2 separate regions of the Mus musculus genome follow, and region 1 is linked to region 2. A link is a contact called in public promoter capture Hi-C data. All regions are on one chromosome and are shown on one strand. The core of a region is the stretch at or near the end of the contact, and the rest is flanking DNA. Distances in the headings are between cores, read along the strand shown. Region 1 holds the start of 1700063A18Rik (RIKEN cDNA 1700063A18 gene). Region 2 holds the start of Neu4 (sialidase 4).

The links. Promoter capture Hi-C pulls out the DNA fragments that hold promoters and counts their contacts.
Region 1: a promoter capture Hi-C map of hippocampal neurons shows a contact between it and region 2, with 4 times the contacts expected there. The contact joins the promoter of 1700063A18Rik here to the promoter of Neu4 in region 2. A contact is called at or near these places in 2 of 39 promoter capture datasets (cranial neural crest and hippocampal neurons).

The regions. Positions count from the first base shown.
Region 1 is chr1:96,016,829-96,023,838 of GRCm38.p6, reverse strand. 1700063A18Rik (RIKEN cDNA 1700063A18 gene) reads left to right here and starts at 2,081. Exons shown (of 3, transcript NR_040467.1): 1 at 2,081-2,112.
Region 2 is chr1:94,018,486-94,025,574 of GRCm38.p6, reverse strand. It overlaps Neu4 (sialidase 4), which reads right to left and starts at 5,082. Exons shown (of 4, transcript NM_173772.3): 1 at 4,959-5,082; 2 at 2,985-3,217; 3 at 2,627-2,882; 4 at 1-1,138. The coding sequence starts at 3,185. The coding sequence ends at 159.

The DNA of each region.
Region 1 (7,010 bases), core at 832-3,331, 2.0 Mb before region 2:
TTTGACCGGTTTTTGTTTGTTTGTTTGTTTTTGTTTTTGTTTTTTAAATAGAAGAAAAGGAATAAAGAGGAGAAATAAAGGATTGGTCACTTAAATCCCTCTAATTCTGGAAAAAAAAGCAAGGAGCTGTTGATTTACAAATTTTTACATTGGGAGGGGAGACAACCGCCGCACTTCAGTGGCTCTGTTTAAATGTTTCTGCTTCTTAAGCTAGCATTTGGAGGGAATAGAAGGACTTAGCATCACATGTCTAATGTGGAGAAGGAGCCACCAGAGAATTGCCTCGAAAAAGTAAAGGAGAAGAGGTCAATGAATAAAACAAGGATCATTCCATTAAAGAACAAGTAATGTTAATATGTATCGCATAGAAATGCCATCCCTTGATCTGAAGTGGTGAGAGCAGCCTTTTATCCTTGACATCTTTTTCCTCAGTGCCCCCAATTATAGTTTAATAGATACAAAGACATTGAAAAGATGACATTTAAGGACAGTCTACAAAACATACACAAAATATGCTTTGAAGCTGCTCACATTGTCCAAAATTAAGAAATAAGAAATGGTCACTGTTAGAGAGATGGTTTCCATTCTGCACATTTAGAGATGGAAGAACAGTTCCTTGTGGAAGTGCCTGGCCAACTGTGACTAAAGCCCAAACAACAGATTTTTTAACAGATTTTCCTAAGTTAAATACACTTTATGCTTATTCATTTCACAGTGTCATCCTTTGATCTCTTTCAGGTCCTAGACTCAGCATATACTTTGAACCATTCAAACAGAGCCAGGCTTCAAGAGTGGCAACTCAGACAATTAGGAGATCTATTTGCCAAGATATTAAAAATCACCAGAATTATTTTCACTATATCTGTGTTGTTCTTTTCTGAATAGTTGTTATCCAATATCCTCTTGTCCACAAGGCAGAATTATGTTTATTCTGGTCAAAGAACAAGAGACTTAATGGCAGACTACACTTAGGACAATGTGACCGTACACTAAACCCTGAGCTGCATGTTAGAGACATGTTCTTTGGGGATGGGATTAATGTCTGGCCAATCCTGGTGAACAAATGTTACAGTTAGTATTATAATGTTGCTAACCTCTGGTTAACAGTCCTGGTTAACTGTCCTGGTTAACAGTCCTGGTTAACTGTCCTGGTTGTCTTTAGGGCATGTTGAGGCAGTACTTCCGTTGTATATTCTATTTTGTGTGATTTAACACCTCCTAAGCAAATCTACTAACAAATCCTTTATAACATCAATTATATTACTTTGAGATTTTTATTCTTTATCATAACTAAGAGGCCTGACTTCTAATTGTAATCTGCCATGGTCATTATAGTAAATCGGGGAGGGGTAATAATGACTCAGGGAATTTAGATCAAGTTATCAAAAAATAAAGTAAATTTCAGTAGATTGTAAGGGAAATATTATAGTGTCACTCACCATCTATAGTAAATTTGGCATGCTAACATGATTTACTGATAACAATTCAACTGCATTTGGATTATTCTGGAGTCTTACAATTTTTCTGACTTTTCAGTAAATCTAAAACTTCTCATTTTCTTTAAATATTAATATTGTATTTTATTATAACTAGTTAAGCAATTGGGCATATTTTATTTAAATGGACACAGAACCTGGATTTATTCTTATTGGTCCTTTTAAAAGCAGTGATCAACATTATCTTAGATAAGTCTCAATAGAAAACATTTACAATAATATTATGTTGTAAGCCACTTTTTTTTTCAGTAGTAATACATTTCTTCACAGACAGATATCAAATTGGCTTCAAATATGACTTTTAAAGAAAGATTTGGTAACACTATTTGAAAATTACTCTGTTCCTAAAATTTTTACCTATAAAATGGAAGGCACAATTTCTTCCTAATGTAGCTATTTGTGGGCATTAAGTTAGGTGATTTTTGTGAAGTATCTGAAGAGTGTTTCAATAAATCACAGACACTCGGAAATAGCTACTCTCTTAGCAGTAGGAATTCTCAATATAATGCCACACAAATGTTCTGATGAAATATCTCACTATTCCATTCTATGTTCTTCACATTCTATTTAGAATATGTATTCTTATATCACAGCCAGCGAGAAGACCATAGTAAAGGTATACTGTATAACTCATTAATGAATAAGGACACACAAATTCCGAAACCAATATGATATAAGATAGGCTTTCCTGAACAGTACTATGGCTGATTTACATATAGGATGATTCAAATTCTCAGAGAACTACTCAAATTTTAGTATGACTGAGATCATTATGGAACACCTCCCCAGCCCAGTACCTAATCTGCATCTTTGAAACCAGTAACTGAACCTACTACTCCTATGAAGAGTGGTACCTAAATACTTCCTTCATCCCTGGATGCAGACAGGACATTTTGACCTTCTAGAAAGACTGTAAAATTTGTACATAGCTAGAAGCTTTCTGATAAACAAACAAACAAACAAACAAAACAAAACAAAACCAACAAACAAAACATGTTTATTATCATCCCTTACCCGGGGAGTTAATCCAGATGAGTCTGCCAATTACCAGAATGGACATACCCCCTCCTTCCCTAGGAAGCTCTTTTCCCAATATTGAAGAAATACTATAGAGCCTATCTAAATATCTAGGTTGACATAGCAGTGCACTTTCATTCTTGAGAGTGCCTCATATTATCAAGTAATTTTCTGCTTTTCTTCTATAATACATATTGTATGTCTTGTCTTACCGTATTCATTGGAGATTCTCTACCCAATTGCTGTGGTGTAGAAGGCCCAAATATTCCCAGGTAAGCCCTAGAGAAACCAGGAATGTTAATAATGCAGGGTTGCCTCCTCAGGGGAAGACATTTATACCTGTTTTACACCCAGCATGCTGGGATTGGATGCTGTTAAAAACCTGGTGACCTTTGTTGTCTTTAAGGCCAGGCCACACCCAAATCCTCCAGAATGTTTATTCCAGACTGTCCTTCTCTAGACCTTTATCTTTAGCTTTGATTCTCACTCAGTGGAACCCAGCCTTAGGGGAGATATCACACTTACTTAATAGCCTGCTCAACTCTGTGTTATCTTAGTCAGAGACCACACCAGATCCTAGTTCCTTAAGCTATTGAGGTCACATATACTTTGTATAAGAGTTTCAAATTAGCTATGCCTTAGTGTGCCCACGATATTCAGATAATTGTTAAGAGGAGACTTTTCCCAAAATTGTGATGGACTTAAACATGTCTAAAATAAACTGCCCTGGTGTCAGACTCCAGAAGTTTGATGTGGCCTGGCTAAGTCACACTGAACCAAGTTTCCTCCTTATCTAGTATGTATAGGTTCTCTACTGGCAGTGGCACTTGCAGCGACTCTACACTAGGAGGGTCAGAATGAAGTATCACATCCAGAAAAAAAAATAGTAGATGCTGATAAACAAGTGAAAAATTGCTAGAAAATTATGGTTGAAAACTCATCTATAAGCTGACCAATAGTAAAATATTAAAATGTAAAGAAATAGTCAATGCAGCTGAAGTGAGACAGAAAATAATTTGAGCAAAGCACTGTTTACCTTTCATCTAAAATTGACTACATGCTATTTTAAACCCATAATTTGTATAAGACTTCAGCATTTTCTATTACATTGCTTTCTTTTTTCTTGGTATTAACTTTCCTAATGTTAAATATATACATATTCCCTACTTATATAATTCCCATCTCACCGTTAACATATATTTAAGACTTCTAAGTATGCACTAGGAAATGATCTTCCCAGCTGCCCAGCACCTGCATAAGTGATCACTGTATTTTCTTATTATATTGCCTTACAGCCTTCATATGCTAGATAATTATTAAAGAACTACCATTAATCATTCTTTCATGCTGTAATCATGTAAAGTAAGTTTTATTTTTACTCTTTTATGAATTTGCCAACAGTGTGAAATTTTTATTCAATGCATATTTTATGAAAGGCCAGGTTCCTTGTCCTTAATCATTAACAGTTAAATTTTCTGAAACCAGATCAAGGGTGAGCACCATTTCTCTCTGAGATGATCTATTTTAAAATATTTTGTTTGGCTGAAACCCTTTGCCATTTGAAATGTTCTTTGGTTGCTTTTATTGCTCAGTCTGCCAATGTCACATTTCCTGACCCTGTAAATTAGTCTTTTGTGTGCTGTACAGTGTTGAAAGTGCTCTCACACTGGAAGCAGATTAGTCCTCAAACTCTCCTGCTGGCTCTTTGTGCTCTCTCTTCAAGAACAGTCACATTTATAGGCATGGCCTCTGGATTCTGTGATGCCAAACTGTGACTTTATTTAATCAACCTTTTTCTTATTAAGAGCTTGAAGGTACTGCTATAATTAACATTTCGAAAATCCCCTTCTTCAAAATTCCTTTTGATCTTAAGTGACAAAGATGTCTAAAACTTTAAGAACATGTATAAAAGAAAGGCTTTGGATTTCTTCTTCTCTGCCAAAGGAATGATTGATTTGGTCAATATGGAATCTTGGAAGGAAAAGGGAAAAAATGAGAAATATAATTTGACTATTAGTAAGCAGAAAGAAAAGCCTGACATAAGTAAGATTGATCCAGATATACCTTTATACATCATAACATCTGACAGGGACTTGAAACTTTGTTTTTATATTACAAACATAATTGAGTTTTGAGGACATGGCCTGATATCCCCAGATTTCCTGCCTTCAAACAATAGTATGGATAAGATACTTGAACAGGTACAAAAGGAAATAATGTACTAAGTGAGATACATAAGAGTTTTAAAATGAGTCAAATCTAGACACAGGTCTAGGCTTAAATTTCAAAAGAAGGTGGGTTCCCTGAGAACTTTTAAGGTTCATTTGCATATTATGTATTATTTATGCGCAGACATTGTTGTGTATACCCAGGTGTCTGGAAGACTTACAGTCTCCCTATGGCATTATTTCATTTCATATCTTATTCCTGGCATCTCTGGTTTTTCCCCTCTACCATATCCTCCTATCTCAAATTTTCTCTGAATATTGTGGTTTCAGAAATCCATCATTTTATTACATCATTTATGCTGTTGGTAGTCTAAGTTACTAGTTATTTTTTCCATCTCTATGACATAAATATAGGCCAGATTACACCCGATTAAAAGAAGATAAAAACAGGTTTATTAGGCCCTTGTCTGGGGCAGATTCATCAGTCCCAAAGAGGTTTTATAGACCTTAGTTCAGGGTAATGACGTGTTTTCCAGGAGCTAGAACTGTGGCAAGGTTTGGTCAAAAGATAAAGCCCTAGATGGGTACTTGGCTAGGCTGACTGTGTCAGAAAATTTGCTTCCATCAGCTGCTGAAAATGTGAAACTGGGTTTTTTTTTTAACTTAATTCCTTTGTTTAGAGTCCAACAGCACAGATTTCAAGAGTTAGGATTCAGAGCTGCCCAATGTTGGGAAGATCTCTTCTGTAGTAGACTGTTAAGGGTCAAAAATACAACACAGTACACAGACATCACCATCTTTGGAACAAGGCAACAAACTTAATTTCAGACACACAAAAAGAAATAACTGGTGTATTTCATCACCACAGATAATTGGCTTCTGGCATAAATATAATTGAAATTAGGTATGGAAAAGTTCTGTGGTGAGATACAAAAATCTCATGCTTCCCAAGACCTAACATAAGACAAATAGTTTCCAAGTTAATAATAATCTATTCATAGTAGAAGAGAGGTGTCACTGTTGTGAGGAAAATGGCAGTCTCATTCATTATGATATGGATGACTGGACTGTATTGTGAGGAATGGTTCATCTACACTTTCCTATGCTTGAATGTAAATAAGACCATTATTTTAGCAAGAATATGAAAAATCCTTGCTTCTGATATGCTAGCTAGTAAGGCAATTTAGAATCATTACAGAGAGAGTAGTTAAGTATTCTCGTCTTTGAACACAAAGAAAATGAGAATATTGTGTTTGTATTAATTGTTATTTTATTTCTGTGCTAAAAACACTATGGCCAAGGAAACTTCTAGAACAAAGAGTTTAAATGAGCATATATGGTTTCTGAGGGCTGGTGTTCATGTTAGTAGAGCAGAGGCCTCATGACATAATGACTGAGAAAACACATCTTAATAATAAGCTGGAGGCATAGAACAATAGTAGTCTTTAGAATCATCAAAGCTAATCCCCAGTGACGCGTCTTCTATTAAAGGCACACCTCTAATTCTTTCCAAATAGTTCCATTAAATAGAGACCTAGTATGAGGTCTTGATTTGAGCTAAAACATATGAGCTTATAGAGGCAATTCTAAAACTTCCACAGTATTTATTTTAGAAGAATATCTTTTGATTCCCAATGTGGTTCTTCTTCTCTTGAATATACATTTTATACACTGTAATTACACAGGGAAAATTTGGAATCCATGGGAATGGACCAAGTCCATGAAAAAGAAGGAGGAGGAGGAGGAGGAGGAGGAGGAGGAGAAGGTGAAGAAAGAATAAACTTATTCTTTTGCATATGAATTTATGTGGCCTTTTAACTCTAAGATATGTGCCAAGGGAGCAAGGGAATAGATTGTTGACTTAAGCAATTTGGTCTCATGTACCCTCTTCCTCCTATGTTTATGGTTTCATAAGAGAGTATATTTAAAACCTGAAAGGGCTTAATGTGGGCAAATGCCACCATATGAATTAGGAGATAACATAGCTTAATTGTTTCTGTTGCATTTGTTGACTATGATAGTAACCAAAGGGCTTGATGAGGTAAAGCAATTTGTTTTAGCAGTAGACTGCAGATGTCTCATTCCTATAGAAATAGGATACATTAATAAATACATGCATCTATGTTTATTTGGTTTTGTAGGCAAGAGAAATGGTATCACTTTTCTAAGAGAACACACACACATTGGTTTGAGGATTGTGATTGTCATAAATATAAATTGGAAAACAGGAGAAGCCTTAGCAGGGGATATTTTATATTACCTGATTCTGTGATGATAAGATTTTTGTTTTACTCCAGAGAGAACTATTAGATCTTCCATTCTCACAGTT
Region 2 (7,089 bases), core at 3,833-6,332:
CATTTGCACTCAGAAAGCAGCTGGCCCCCCGGGTGAGTCACCACCACCATCCACGAGGGGACAGAGCTCTCTCCATCCTAGCATCATGCTGACCTACCCCTAACCTCCTCTATATAGTCTACCCTTCCTCTCCAGGCGGCTACGAGAGGGTGAGGCCATCAAGAGGGCCAGCAATGCCCCTGAGCCTTATCCCTGAGACTTAGCATCTCTAAGCCAGTGGGCACATTCTCCAGGACATCCGCCAGTGAGAACAAGCAAAAAGAAATGTCTTCATAGGAAGTCCTGGTCCCGCTCTCAAACAGACAGGCAAAAACCAGGGATGCCCCAGGCATAGGCCCAAGAAAGGCAAGGTCAGAGTAGCCACTGGGGCCCTCATAGATCACCCAGGGCTCTGTCCAGCTGTGGGGATCCAAGGGGGATCGGCTCAGGTAGATTCCCATGTGGAGCCGAGCTCTACGCCCTGCTGGGTGGGAATATAGTAGCCATGTGGGGCTCTGAAGCATGGAATCAGAGGACATAGGACATTCCGGAGTCCAGGATGTCTTATCTCCATCTGACCCAGGCTCTAGGCCATGATTCTCTGGGCTCCGGGACTGTGGGTAGCAGAGAGGCAACCTGGGCATCCAACGTTCAAGAAGACCTCTGGCACCTTCCCCCGAAGACTCCTGTACTCTGAGATTGAAGCATGGGGAATGTGGGGTGTTCCTAGGACTCCCTGTCCACCGGTCATCCTGAGGCTCGATTGAGGGTGGAGCTAGGAAGCCCACAATGCTACCCTGGCAACCACGAGCCGTCTCTGCCAATGTAGGCACCAGCTCCCCTGGTAGGAAGGACGTGCCTTCATCAGCACTCAGTGCCTGCACACGGTTACCCAGAGGGCTTCGAGCATTACAGTAGAGAAAGTCTCCATCTACCGCAGCCAGTTGGCACTCTCCAGAGCGTAGGTTGGGCACAAGGCCTCCACAATGCCAGGAGATCCCATGATCATCACTGTAGAATGCCAAGGAGTGGGGACTGGTCCAGCAGATCTTGCCAAAACATTCCCGTCGGTCCACATGATAGGTGTAAGCAGGAACAAGCAGGCGACCCGAGCGCAGCTGAACTCCATGGCCCGGACCCACAGCAAAGGTGGCCCAGTCTACAGAGAGAAGGAGCCAGACCCTTGGGTTAGGAGAGCTGACTGCCTCCATATATCGGACCAGAAATGCACTCAGACTGGAGGAGCCTATCAAGGCTGTCTTCAGAATCCTAGAGGTCTGCTTGGGCAAGTGCTTTCTTAGTTTTTAAAAAAGATGTATTTGTAACTATGGGCATGTGGAAGGCATCCTCATGAATGCAGGTACCCATAGAGGCTAGAAAGACAGATACCCTGGAGCCGGAGGTACAGTTAATTGCGAGCCACCCAATCCACGGGCAGGGGACTGAACTCTACAGCTCTTTACAAGAGCTGTGAATCATACAAGCTCTTAACCTCGGAGGCATCTCTCCAGCCCCTGGGTCAAGCGTTTTGCTTTGTTTGTCTTGGGATGCTAAGCCCAGAAGTCAAACCAAACAAGTCGTCTACCACTCCGCAGCCACTGGCCACCAGAGGCTTGATGATCACCATCAGAGCTCAACTTCTGAAGCAGATGCCACCCAAGTACAGTGGAGGGAGGAGGCCTCGGATGAGCCCTTGCGCTGGCTGGTTTGGTGTGTCAAACTGACACAAGCTAGAGTCATCAGGGAGGAAGGAGCCTCCCTTGAGAAAATGACTCCAAAAGACCCAGGTGTAAGGCATGTTCTCAACTAGTGATCAATGGGAGAGGGCTCAGCCCATGACGGGTGGTGCCATCCCTGGGCTGGTGATCCTGGATTTTCTAAGAAAACAGGCTGAGGAAAACATGGAAAGCAAGCCAATGGCTTCTGCATCAGCTCCTGCCTCTGGGTTCCAGCCCCGCTTGAGTCCCCGTCCTGACGTCCTCCAATGAGGGACTATGATCTGGAAGTGTAAGCCAAATAAACCTTTTCCTCCCCAACTTGCTTTATGGTCATAGTAATAGAAACCCTAACTAAGACAGCCCTGTTTCCTCATCCTCCTCCCAGAACCTGCCACATCCCTCTATGTGGCACTCATGTGCCCAGTCCCTTGGGGAGCTGCCAACCAGCAGGGTTCAGGGTGGTGGGGGAGAGCAGTAGGCGGTCAGTCCCTGGGGAGTAGGGACTGCAGAGGTGGAAAGAGACTGAATCCCGGAGATCAGAGCTGGATGAGGAGGAAACAAAAAAGCAAAAGGAAGAGGTAAAAAAAGATGGGTTTGGAAATAAAAGATTCAGCCCTCATCACAGACAAGGAGAGCCTCTGGTGGGCTTAAGTTCCCTGCCAACAGGCAGTGTGAAGAAGCTGGCCAACACCTATTGGCCTGTCACTAAAAGTGCGTGGGAAATACCAGACAGTTCTGCCGACAGTGTTAGGAGGTCATTGCTCTCAGGGGAGGTGGGGCAGGAAGCTGGAGATAAGAGAGACAGAATGGTCCACCAAATGGTGGATTGACCCAAGCAAAGGACAAGCCCAAGTCCACTAGAGTCCACACCCATCTTTCCCCGTCCGCCCCACCCCAGCAGCCCATCCCACACATCAGATGTCACCTACCCTGCAATGCAGCACCAATGGCTTCCTCAGTGAGATCTCGAACACTGCCCCAGGTGAGGCCAGCGTCACAGCTGGTCACACAGCAGAGGCGAGCAGCGTTCTTGCCAGTGGCGATTTGCACGGCCTCCGGTGTGTGGCCCAGCACGGCAATGAAGAAGAGGAAGATGGTACCAGAGTGCTCATCCAGCACCGGGCAAGGGTTCATAGACCTGTGCTCCTCCAGTACTGCAGTCTCCAGTACACTCAGAGTGCCCCACTGAGGGAAGAGAAGCAGATGGTTGAGACTTCTGGAGCCTGGCCTCAGTCTCCAGGGAGATCTATAGAGCTGGGCTCAGTTTCCTCTGCACCTAACACTCACCCGCACTGAGCCCCTGGTCAGCGTGCCCCTCCGTAGCACCAGGCGGTGGGCATGGGAGTCATCAGGGCTAAGTCGCTGTTCCGCGAAGGCCAGCAGAGTAGGCCTGGGAGGCACACAGAGTAACGCAGGCACACGGTAGGTCAGGCCCGTCCTTTCCCTCTGGAAGAGCACCGTTCTCCTGGGAACACGCGTGGGCCCCATAACCTTCCAGTAGGAGCAAGGTACCAGGGAGTCTGTTGGGGAGGAGGCTTCACAAGTTTACATGGCCACAGGCACGACCCATGCCCACCTGATCATCTTTTTAAAATTATTTTTTATTAGATATTTTCTTTATATACACTTCAAATTTCAAATGCTATCCCGAAAGTTCCCCATACCCTACACCCCCCTCATTCCCCTACCCGCCCATTCCCACTTCTTGGGCCCTGGCGTTCCCCCACCCCCACCCCTGTACTGAGGCATATAAAGTTTGCAAGACCAATGGGCCTCTCTTCCCAGTGATGGCCGACTAGGTCATCTTCTGATACATATGCAGCTAGAGACATGAGTTCCGGGGGGTTCTGGTTAGTTCATATTGTTGTTCCACCTCAGCTATTGGATGGATCACAGGGTCACCTGATCATCTTAATGGCGCTTTCTATCTGCCTCAGCCCAGATTTCTCACAACCCATCCCCAGGCCCCTCACTACCACTGTACCCCAAATGTCTATGAATCTGGCCCCTCCCTCCTTTCTAAGCTTCTCCTTTGCTCGGCTAGCTAGTGCTGGGGAGCTGGGCAGAGAAACCATGCCCTGCCAGCTGGTGTGTCCTGGACACTCATCTTCATGGAACTCACCCAACAAGAGTTCTGGACAAAATCAGACCAAAAAAAAAGTTAGGGAGAAGTATTCAGTGTCAACACCTGTGGTATGTGAGACCAGACATCACACAGCAGGGGCAGATGAACCCTGGCACCTACCCACATGGAAGCAGAAGGGAGCTCCAGCAGTCTCCATGGCGAATAGCTTCAGACACAGGAGATGCACAGCAGAACAGCCCTTACCTGCAGCATACATACCCCCAAGTAGTTCTCATAAGCGCCAGAGAGATTACCAGGGGACGGGGTCGATCAAAAGGCAGAAAAAGAAAAGCCAAGAAAAGCAGAGAAGCCCTAGCTTAGCCCTAAGTGGATTCCTCCCTGTCAGAGCAGGGTCAGTGTGAGGCTGAGAAGGTAGAGGATTGGTGGACAGAATTCCAGAACTGGGAGGATGCGGCGAACAAGGAAGGACTAAGGCCTCCCCTCATGATCATCTACTGTCCTGCCTCCTACTCTATACCCTGCCATTTCCTAACCTCACCCACAAGCCAAGGATCAAGTAGGCATCAATCAGTCTCTGTGCGATCAGAAACCTGCTTATGAACACCTTACCCCTTCTTGTCCATACAGCTACCCCCTTCCCCATGCATCCCCATCGGTGGGTCCCTGGACCGAGTGACAGCTAGAAAATACTTCCACATGGAACTGGAGCCACCAGAGGATGGCAGTCCCAGAGAATATTTTCTCCCCACTTAGCCTCCCACACAGAACGACCTATTAGAGGTATGTTGGGGGCATGAACCGAATCTGCCAGAGACTGCTGTCTGATTGGCACCATGGCAGACCAGAAAGTGAGTGTATATAGCTGATGGGGAAAAAGAGCAGCGTCTGCTTTACCTGCAGGACATGAACAGTTAGAGCCCACTGCCATCTAGGCCAGACCACCACCAGCCAAACAGCTCATGGTCAGGCTCCCCAGGCCAGGACATAGCCAGACACACAGCCCACACCAGCCACTCCTGACCAGCCTACCAAGAGCCACACAGAAGAAACTAGCTCAGAACACCAAGAGGAGGCATCTTAGCATAGCACCTGGACAAAGATTAAGTCTCAGTAGGAACTTAGTATGACCTCACAGATTGGAACACAAGATAGACAAGTAGAAGACAGTCACTCACGTAAAGCAATATCAGGCTCCGCAGACCACCGAGGGCTGTGCTGACCACCACTAGAGCCAAGCCTTAGGTCCTCTGGGTCTGCCAGGCACAGTCTGGGCCACAAGCTCCGTGATGCACACTGTCCTGTTCAACCACTAATAGCTCTGGGGCTTCTGAGAAGCCTCCTGTCTCCTAGAAGACCCCAGCTCTGCACTCAAAGGGTGATTGTACCCAAGTAGAAGCAGGTGCGGAGAGCCACGCGTCCGCTCAGACCGAACAGGCACAAGAGAGACATTCTCTGTCTATTTGGATGGTTTCCCAAAGTCTAGGACCACAAGAACTGTGAATTCAGCCTGCTGGGAGCCTGATCCCACTCCCCAGCCTGGAAACAGAGCAGGACCCAAAGAAGCCCCAGATACCCATTGTACATAGGGTAAACTGAGAGCTATGAAGGGGACAGGGCTGTCAAACATTAAAGGCATCCTTTTCTGAGATTGCTCTGGGTTTCCATAGAGACCTCCATCAAAGAGCAGGACCTCCCCCATACCACTGCCCAAATGGCCCATTCAGGAAGTACCAGGGACAGGGATTGTCCAGGAGTACGGTGTTTCTGCACAGACTCATGCCATCCCAAGTGAAGTCTTCCTTAGGTGAAGGATCACCGAGAGAAAATTGAAGCTTTTCAGCTCTGGCAGAAATAGTACAGCTTGACCTGGGCAACCTATTGCCCTAGAACACCAAAGCCAGGCCAGGCCTTTGCCTCACACCCTTACAGACCACGCCATGTTTGAACTTGTCAGCTTCATACCAGGGAAGTCAGATTCCCTTCTTCGGGTCCTTGGCCAGTTAGAAACCATCAGAGATCAGGGGTTTTTCTCTTAAACTCTAATAAAATTGTCTTAGAAATTCCCTGAGTCCATTGTTAAGTTCTTTTGTGAATTTTTTTAAAGATTTATTTATTTTATGTGAGTACACAGCCACTGTCTTCAGACACACCAGAAAAGAGCATCAGATCCCATTACAGATGGTTGTGAGCTACCTTTTGGTTGCTGGGAACTGAACTCAGAATCTCTGGAAGAGCAGCCAGTGCTCTTAACCACTAAGCCATTTCTCCAGCCCCATGAATTTTTAATTAAATTAAATTAATCTAACTAATGAATTGATGAGAAAGAATTTTATAAATTCTTTTTAATGAAACTAAGAGGTCAATGAAGGCATCCCAGTTTTCCCAGTAACATGACAATAATGAAGAGACTCTAAGAATGCTCCTTTTGATGTGTATTATATTGGCAAATTGTGATGTGCAGCGTAAGCTCACTGAGAAATTGGCTCTGGAAGCAGGGCCACCCTTCATTTCAGGAAAGAAAATAACAAAACTGGCCAAGAATGAATGCATTATTGAGAATAGCTGGAGGTAAATCATTTCCAACTGAGGTTATTTTTTTAAGATTTAGTCTAATTATGCATATGAGTATGTCTGTATGTGGGCATATACACATGAGACAACGCATACATAATCATATACAAAGATGGATTTTAAGAGTATATGTGTAAAAATCTTTCACTTATTTTTATAACTTGTCAGGTTTTTAAAAGATTTATTTCTCTCTCTGTGTGTGTGAGAGAGAGAGAGAGAGAGAGAGAGAGAGAGAGAGAGGAGAGAGGACTTGCATGCATGCTCCTGTGGATGCCTATAGAAGCCAGAAGAAAGCATTGGATCACCTGGTGGTGGAGTTATAGGCTGTGTGAGCCACCTCATGTAGGTACTGGAACCTAACCCTGATCCTCTACAAGAGCAGTATGTGCTTAATGGCTGAGCTCTCTCTCTAGGTCTCATTGTCAATTTTAAGTTAGACATTGGTTTGATTTTTTTTCCCTCCCATAGTGTTAAGCAGTTAAAATCTCAAATTGATCTTGGTGAGGTTGTCTAGGCTTAAAGAAACAGTACAAGGGTGCACTCAAGCTGTGCTTAGTAGGGCTGACACCCAAAAAAAAAAAATGTTGTCAGTGAGGGATCTGAGGCAAAGCTGTGCATTGTTAGCCACCTGAAATGTTCTCCTACACTTTTGGAGACCTCGGCTCATGGGCCAAACTGGGATTTGGGGCTTTAACACTGATGGGAATTTTAGTGCTAGTTGGTATAATGAAGATA